Linked DNA regions of Mus musculus: region 1 is linked to region 2. The links are chromatin contacts, called in public Hi-C maps. All regions are on one chromosome and are shown on one strand. The core of a region is the stretch at or near the end of the contact, and the rest is flanking DNA. Distances in the headings are between cores, read along the strand shown. Region 1 overlaps Top1mt (DNA topoisomerase 1, mitochondrial). Region 2 has its middle 3.9 kb from the start of Gm28114.

Region 1 (3,888 bases), core at 129-2,628, 280 kb before region 2:
TACTTAGACTTTTAAAAAAATGTATATGGCTATTTTGCCTGCATGCACAGATATGTGCACCATGCACATGCCTAGTGCGATGGATCCCCCAGAACTGGAGTTGCAGACAGTGGTAGACTGCCGTGTGGGTGCTGGGAATTGAACCCAGGTCCCTAGGGAAGCAGCCAGTGCTCTTACCCACTGAGCCATCTCTCCAGCCCCGAGTACATAGTTTTAAATGATTCCAGAGCATGTTATTAACTTGGTTGCACATTCTGGCAAAAGTTCAAACCTTCGAAGGCAAGAGAGATCTTCAGAAAATAACATTATCACGTATGATTGTTTCCCTGCCTGTGTGTACGTGCACCGTGTGTGTGTCTGCTGTCTGAAGAGGCCAGATGAGGGCTCTGGATACCCTGAAGTTGGAGGTACAGGCTTTTGTGAGCCACCTGCCATGGGTGTGGGGCACTCAGATCCTCTGCAGGAGCAGTGCCAGCGACCCTCTTAGCTGCTGGAACACCTCTTTCGTCCTGTTTATTTATTGAGACAAGGGTGGACTCTGACTTGTTACATAGCTGAGACTAACCATGAGCTTCCACCCTCTTCCACTGCCTCCCAAGTGCTAAGACTATAAGGATGCACATCACCTCTTTCTCCCTATTACAATTTTAATCAGAAATATGACTTGCTAAAATTTTGGCTTCTATTTTAATTTTTTTTTAAAAATCTATTTTTATTTTATGCATATGTGTGTTTTGCCTGCGTGTGTGTGTGTGTGTGTGTGTGTGTGCCACATCCATGCCTGGTGCCTGGGGATTCCCTGGAATTGGAGTTACAGATGGTTTGTGAGCTCTCTGTAGGTGCTGGGAGTTGAACTTGGGTCCTCTGCAAGTACAGCCAGTGCTCTTAACCATTGAGCCATCCCGCCAGCTTCCATTTTTATTTTCGTTAGTGTGCTTGGGAGTTTGCGCTCTGATGTGAAAGCTGGCACTTTCTTGGTAATGGTAGTGCCATTGCTGTTATGTGTCTGAGAAGTCTTTGACTCACCGACGGTCACAAAGGCATTCTCCTTTGTGTTTTCCTAGGACATTCACAGTTGTTGGTTTTATGTTTAGCATGTGCGTGCATTTAGGTATAGCATCAGGGGCCTTACAGCTTGTGGTTTAAGCTGAAGCTGACTAGACATTCTCACTCATGGATCCCTGGCTGTCCAGCACCAGCTGTGGGGACAGTGTGGTCTGTCCCCCATGCAAGACTCTGTCCCTGATCCTGCCTCTCACTGTGACTCTCACCAACTGCTGCCTTGAAAAGCATCCAGGCACACGGGTGGAGCCAGCCAGCCAGTGCGTGTTCCTTCCCGTCTGGCGTTCCTTAGTTATTAGTACAGAGGGGAAAAGTGGGCTGTTCTGTTCTCAGTGTCTCCAAGCGGGCAGGGAAGGGGCCCAACCCAGAGGATGGCCAACAGACTGCAGCTGTGGCTGTGCAGGCTGGGTCCTGTCTCCCGATGATCTCCTCTGATCTCTGCTGTGCAGGAAAAAGGTGGCCCTGTATTGGTCCCCATATGTCCTCACGCGCTTTGCAGATGACTGGGAGCCAGGACCTGTTGCAGGGCTGTGGCTTCTGTAGTGAGGAAATGGAGGTTGAAAACCAGCTGCCGAGCCCCCCCCCCCCCCCGCCACTCTCCATGTCTGCATCCATGTCTTTCACTTTGATTTTTGCACTGTCATGACCAGCGTGCAAACAAGTAATATTAGCATTTTACTGTGTGTGTGTTTCTCCATATTGCAATGGAATCATCAAATTCTGATCTGCTGTGATTTCAACCATTCTCTCCAAAACTCTTCCCCGGGGTGTAATGACTTTTGCATCAGTAGTTAAAGGTGGTACTGGGGGAGGGGGGGGTAGAGAGATGGCTCAGTGTATAGCTTCCGGGAGTTACGATCCTAGCGTCCACCTGTAACTCCAGCTCCAGGGGGTCTGATGTTTCTGGATTCTGCAGGCACGTGCGTGTACGTGTGCACACACACCCATCTCCTAACCCCAGTTCAAAATAAATATAAATCTTCACAAACCATGTGGAACCTCCTGGAGGTATCCAGGCCCTGGCGGGGGGGGGGGGGCTGCCTGTGAGGAGGGGCCCCTGCCCTGTGTTTGTGGGAGGGGATCAGCCAGGCCCTGTTACCTCGCTGTCTCCTCCCTCTATGGAAGCAGAGAAAGGACCCTCTGCAGAGATCAAGTGAAATGCCGCCTTCTAGCTTCCAGGAGTGAGAAATGACGCAGCCTCGGGTTATTTTGTTGGAGAAGCATTTATAGGCTTCTAATTTAATTTTTAGCATTCCGTTGAGTGAATTTGCTGTAATCTATCCAGTGCCTTACCGCTTTCTTCTTTAATTGTCCCTGGAGTGTAATCGTCATCAGACCAACGTGGATAAGTTGCGTAGGACGGGATCCTGAATTGGAGCTAGTGGGTCAGGAATTTTTACCTCTTTCCTTACTGAAATGTTAAATTATATTTAGGAAGAGGTATCCTTGGCTCTCCTGCACCACCCCCATCTGGGTTCATACTAATAGAGTCTATTACTGTTGGCTGGAGACTGGGGCTAGTGTGGTTCTGTTACTGGGAGCCTGCCTGGGAGCAGCCGCTCTGTCAGTGGACTCTTTGGGTTTGGGGACATGGGAGGCCTTGCTTTAGGGGAAGGATGTGGATTTAGGGGCTCACTTGGGGATTTCATTTGGTCATTTTCTGACAGAGTAAGGCTCAAGGTGTGAGTTAGGGCCACAAGCCTGAAGCTGAGACGACACATGCTCTCCTCTCAGCTGTCCCTGTCCATCCCGGGTCTCCCTTGTCATCTGTTCATGCTTTCCCATGTGGCCAGGAGAGAGCTGTTTCCAGCTGAGGCCACATGGCTTATTCCCAGGGCTCCTCCACTGTACACATGGGCCCCCGGTACATTGGTTGTTAGAGGCCGAGGGGCTAGTGGAATGGCCTTAGCCCTCTTGGCAGAGTGCAGGCAGTCCCGTGTTTGTGGTATGTCACGGTGATCCTGTGCTGTGGCCCCACGCGTGGGCTCCCCGTGCCGTGGGGCGGACACTCAGCACGTGTTGCTGGTTTTGGGACAGGAGATGACACCTGAGGAGAGGAGGCTCATCACACACCTTGACAAATGTGACTTCACGGAGATCCATAAGCACTTCCTGGAAAGAGCTGAGGCCCGCAGGACCCTGCCCAGGGAGCAGAAGCAGGTTGGCAGCGGGTTCTGGGAAACTGGGAGGTAGCAGGTGGGTGCAAGCTGCAGGGCACCCCTCATAGAGCCTTCCTCTCCGAGTGGCCTTAGTAGGTGGACCAGGTTCTGGGTGCCGTCACGGCAGGTGCTGAGTGATTTCAAGTAACACCCCCCTCCATTAAAGTGTGTCTGGGATATAATTCCATTTTCCTGGGACACCTTTGAAAGTATACTACCATTTGAAAGGTCAGGAGTGGCAGAGAACCCAAGGGCAGGAATGTGGGGGTGATCTGGATCTACTGTGAATCTTTTCACGTCTCCCCTCTACTTAATGGGAGCCTGCTACATAGTTCTTTCTCAATTGACTGGTTCTTGGTCATCTCTTTGCAGGGGGTTTGAGGCGATTCCAGAACCTGCCTCATTTCCTCCTACCTTGAAGGCTACCTTACATGGCAAAGGGAGCCCTGTGCGGTGCGCTCCCCACACCTGCTGGAAAGGTGGGGGCTTGAGGCCTCCAGCAGCAGCAGGAGGGACCCATGGTCAGCACAGGAATGGGGTTCACTTTAGCTTCTTCTCTCCTAATGCCCACATATTGTTTTGACTCAGAAGCTAAAGGAAGAGGCCGAGAAACTGCAGCAGGAGTTTGGCTATTGCGTTTTAGATGGCCACAGAGAAAAAATAGGCA
Region 2 (4,078 bases), core at 1,176-3,675:
CCCTAGAGATTTCCTGTCATCAAAAACTGACTTAGAGGGAAGCCAGAGAGCAAGTGAGGAAGAGGAGGAAATAGATGAGGAGCTTCAGCTTGATTCACAGGAGACCAAGGTTGCTGCATCACCTCTGGCCAGGCATGATGATATCCCACCCTGCTATCACTATCAACTGCTAGATTTTAAGATTTTGGAAAAACTTAAAGCAGCAGTGTCTAATTATGGCCCCACTGCCCCCTTTACTTTGGCACTCCTTGAACCCTCTACAGAGGGATGGCTTACACCTAAAGAATTTTTACAGCTTGCTCAAGCTGCAGTCACTGTTGGCAACTTGGTACTATGGAAATCGGAAGTGACAGAGACAGCAAAAGAAATCAAAATTAAAAAACCCTGTGTGACCTGACACTAAGTCATTGACCATGAGGAAGATTTTGGATGAACCACCTTATAACACCTTGGAGGCTCAAATGCTCTTTTCCCCTGGCCTCCTGGCTCAGGTTCATCAGGTGAGCTTGGCCTCCTGGAAAAAAGCTGCCCCCCCAAATCAGGCTCCTCTGCTGCACTCACTAATGTGATGCAGGGAGTGGACAAGCTTTACAATTCTTCCATTAGCTTCCTTATGGAGATAGCTGAGGGCTTGTTTGGGGTCCAAGAGCCTGAAAACCCCCTTTATTAAATAGCTTGCTTTTGGAAATGCCAATAGTACCCCACCCGGGGATCCATCCCATAATCAGCCACCAAACCCAGACACTATTGCATATGCCAGCAAGATTTTGCTGAAGGGACCCTGATGTAGCTGTCTCGTATGAGGCTATGCCAGTGCCTGACAAATACAGAAGTGGAGGCTCACAGTCAACTATAGGATGGAACACAGGGTCCCCAAGGGAGAAACTAGAGAAAGCACCCAAGGAGTTGAAGGGGTCTGCAACCCTATAGGTGGAACAGCAATATGAACTAACCAGTACCCCCAGAGCTCGTGTCTCTAGCTGCATATGTAGCAGAAGATGGCCTAGTCAGCCATCATTGAGAAGAGAGGCCCCTTGGTATTGCAAATTTTATATGCCCCAGTATAGGGGAACGCCAGGGCCAAGAAGTGGGAGTGGGTGGGTAGGGAAGCAGGGTGGGGGAAGGCTATAGGAAACTTTCAGGATAGCATTTGAAATGTAAATAAAGTTAATATCTAATAAAAAAATCAAAAGAAAAGAAAAGAAAATGCCAATACTACTTGCCAAGATATTCTTAAATACCACCATTCTAAGTCACTTTCAGGATATGTTCACCTTTGTACAGGCACCAGAGCAAGCCATGCCATTGGCTTGGCGATTGGTGCCACCCTTCAGAGTGCGGGCTTAAGTAACTCTCAAAAGAGTTGTTTTAATTGTAAACTGCCTGGCCACTGTCTGTGAGAATGTCCCCATCCCTGCCAGAGTCGGAGACCTCCCCTCGAGGGCCAGGGAGACACTCCTCCCTCATGGCCACCACCGACCACCCTGTGTCCCCATTGCCACAGGGGCCGACATTGGGCCAATGAGTGTAGATCCAAAACAGACAGCCAGGGTCATCCCATACTGCCACTGCATTCGGTAAACTTCCTGGGTGGGGGGCAGTCTCTAGCCTCCATCTCCTTCAGGACAAGCCCTGGGGTGATAGAGTTTGTACCCCAGGAGATTTCTCATCACACACCCAGTCTGTTGCCCAACTCTGGTGAGCTACAAAAAACAGCCCAGGATTGGACCTCTGTGCCACCTCCATCACAATACTGACCTCTGAAGCGGTCATTCAGGCTGTGCCTACAGACATACATGGCCCCCTATCCCCAAATACCTTTGGCATAGTCCTGGGAAGAGCTTCACTTTACTTAAAGGGACTCCAGATCATACCTGGAGTTATAGACCATGACCATCAGGGAGAAATTCAGATTCTTGCAAGTACCACAGGTGGTGCTGTGTTTATACCAACACAACAGACCATTGCCCAACTGTTGCTGTTTCCCAGGGTCTCTACTACAAATCCCTACCATAAAGACACCAGGGCCCCAGGTGAGAGGGGAATAGCAGAGGCCTTTTGGGCCCAAAAGATTACTTCCTCTCGCCCCATGCTTACCTTGACATTTCAGGACTTTTAGACTTGGGAGCTGATCCGACATTTCGACAGGCTTTGACCAGCTTCCTGGTTGCTGACTGATCCAGCCACCCATTTACAGGGGATTGGGCATTCTAAAAACCCTCAAGTCAGCCCTCAGACCCTTAGGTAGACAGATCAAGAAGGAAATTCAGGCACAGTAGTCCCATACGTGATTCCCGATTTACCAGTCAATATCTGGGTGAGAGATATCTCTCCCAAATGAATGTTTTCATGTGCAGCCCCAATGAAGCAGTGACAAAACAAATGCCGGTCCAGGGATTCCTGCCAGGACAAGGATTAGGAAAACAAGCACAGGGCATAAAAGAATCATTGACTGTGGTACAGAAATCCGACTGGCGAGGTTTGGGATCTCAGTCTCAGCCTTTTCCATAATGGCCATGGTCATGCCTACTCCCCAGACTCACGCAGAGAAAATTTCCTGGAAAGACACTGCCCCCATCTGGGTTGATCAGTAGTCACTAACTAAAGAGAAACTGGCAGCTGCAAAACAGTTAGTGCAGGAAAAATTAGTAGCTGGTCACATTGAGCCATCTTCCTCCCCCTGGAACACCCCAATTTTTGTTATTAAGAACCTTCTTAGAATTGGGAACAAAACACCCATGGGAGGAGTTACAGAGACAAAGTTTGGAGCTGAGACGAAAGGATGGACCATCTAGAAACTGTTATATCCAGGGATCCATCCCATAATCAGCTTCTAAACGCTGACACCATTGCATACACTAGCAAGATTTTGCTGAAAGGACCCAGATATAGCTGTCTCTTGTGAGAGTATGCCGGGGCCTAGCAAACACAGAAGTGGATGCTCACAGTCAGCTATTGGATGGATCACAGGGCCCCCAAGGAGAAAGTACCCAAGGAGCTAAAGGGGTCTGCAACCCTATAGGTGGAACAACAATATGAACTAACCAGTACCCCCCAGAGCTCGTGTCTCTAGCTGCATATGAATCAGAAGAAGGCCTAGTTGGCCATCAGTGGAAAGAGAGGCCCATTGGTGATGCAAACTTTATATGCCTCAGTACAGGGGAACGCCAGGGCCAAGAAATGCGGGTGGGTGGGTGGGGGAGCATGTGAGGGACTTTTGGGATAGCATTGGAAATGTAAATGAAATAAATACCTAATAAAAAAATAATACCTAAAAAAAAAGAAAAAGTCTGGCAAGTGGAGACTCTTACAAGATCTCTGTGCTGTTAACAAAGTGATGAAACTTTGATCCCATCACTTGATGGGAACTCTGTAACTGGACCCTCCATCTTTTACAGAAACTGCTCATACCTTTACCTCAAAAACTTTATTTGCTCCCATAGCCAATCCTCCCTTGCCTCCATTCAGACCAAAAACCTTATCCTCACTTTAGTGAATTAGACCTTCCTTATGCTCAATGCCACCTCCCCTAACCTTGTTGATAATTGCTGGCTGTGTTACTATTCCTAACCACCTTTTTATGAAGGCATTGCTGTTCCTGGCTGTTTTACCCCTACAAATAATTCCCACCATTGCTGCTGGTAACCTGGAGTGTGGAATGGTTTATCCCTCTCCCAGGTCTTGGGATTGGACCTCTGTGTGACTGACTCATAATACACCTACTTCACAGTATGCCCATCTTTGTAATGTTACCCTTGCACCTGATATTAGTAGCCAGTATTTAGTTCCTCCAAATGATACTTGGTGGGTTTGCATTGATGGCCTCATCCTTTCTGCCTTTCAGCCAGTGCCTTTTGTGCAAAATATTCTGATTTTTGCATTCTTGTATAATTGTTCCCTTGATTGATTTATTATCATTCAGAAGAGTTTTTTCATTTGTGAGATTGTCTGCTGATTCCTTCCCTTCACTTGTCTGCCAGCAAAAAGAGCCCCTAACTGCCATCACCATTGTTTTTTGGCCTTTTACTCTGAGGTAGTGTTTGTCTTTATCCCTCAGGTGGGTTTCCTGTAAGCAGCA

The links. A called contact is a pair of places that touch in the nucleus more often than the background predicts.
Region 1: a Hi-C map of muscle stem cells shows a contact between it and region 2, with 2.8 times the contacts expected there. The contact joins two enhancer-like sites. A contact is called at or near these places in 2 of 15 datasets of contacts at CTCF or cohesin (the NIH/3T3 cell line and pro-B cells), 18 of 484 Hi-C or Micro-C datasets (CD4 T cells, cardiomyocytes, cerebellum and 7 more), 4 of 115 datasets of contacts at active chromatin or transcription factors (astrocytes, embryonic stem cells, fibro-adipogenic progenitors and 1 more) and 1 of 9 other capture datasets (adipose tissue).

The regions. Positions count from the first base shown.
Region 1 is chr15:75,669,396-75,673,283 of GRCm38.p6, reverse strand. Top1mt (DNA topoisomerase 1, mitochondrial) reads left to right here. Exons shown (of 14, transcript NM_028404.3): 4 at 3,100-3,222; 5 at 3,810-3,888. Among named protein-coding and RNA genes, the nearest start is that of Top1mt, 7.5 kb to the left of the region's middle. Within about 2 kb of position 1,378, at least 14 of the 459 cell types and tissues checked have an H3K27ac peak or open chromatin away from gene starts, as enhancers often do. A contact at or near this core is called in muscle stem cells, where this site is marked.
Region 2 is chr15:75,394,743-75,398,820 of GRCm38.p6, reverse strand. No RefSeq gene overlaps it. Among named protein-coding and RNA genes, the nearest start is that of Gm28114, 3.9 kb to the right of the region's middle. Within about 2 kb of position 2,425, at least 3 of the 459 cell types and tissues checked have an H3K27ac peak or open chromatin away from gene starts, as enhancers often do. A contact at or near this core is called in muscle stem cells, where this site is marked.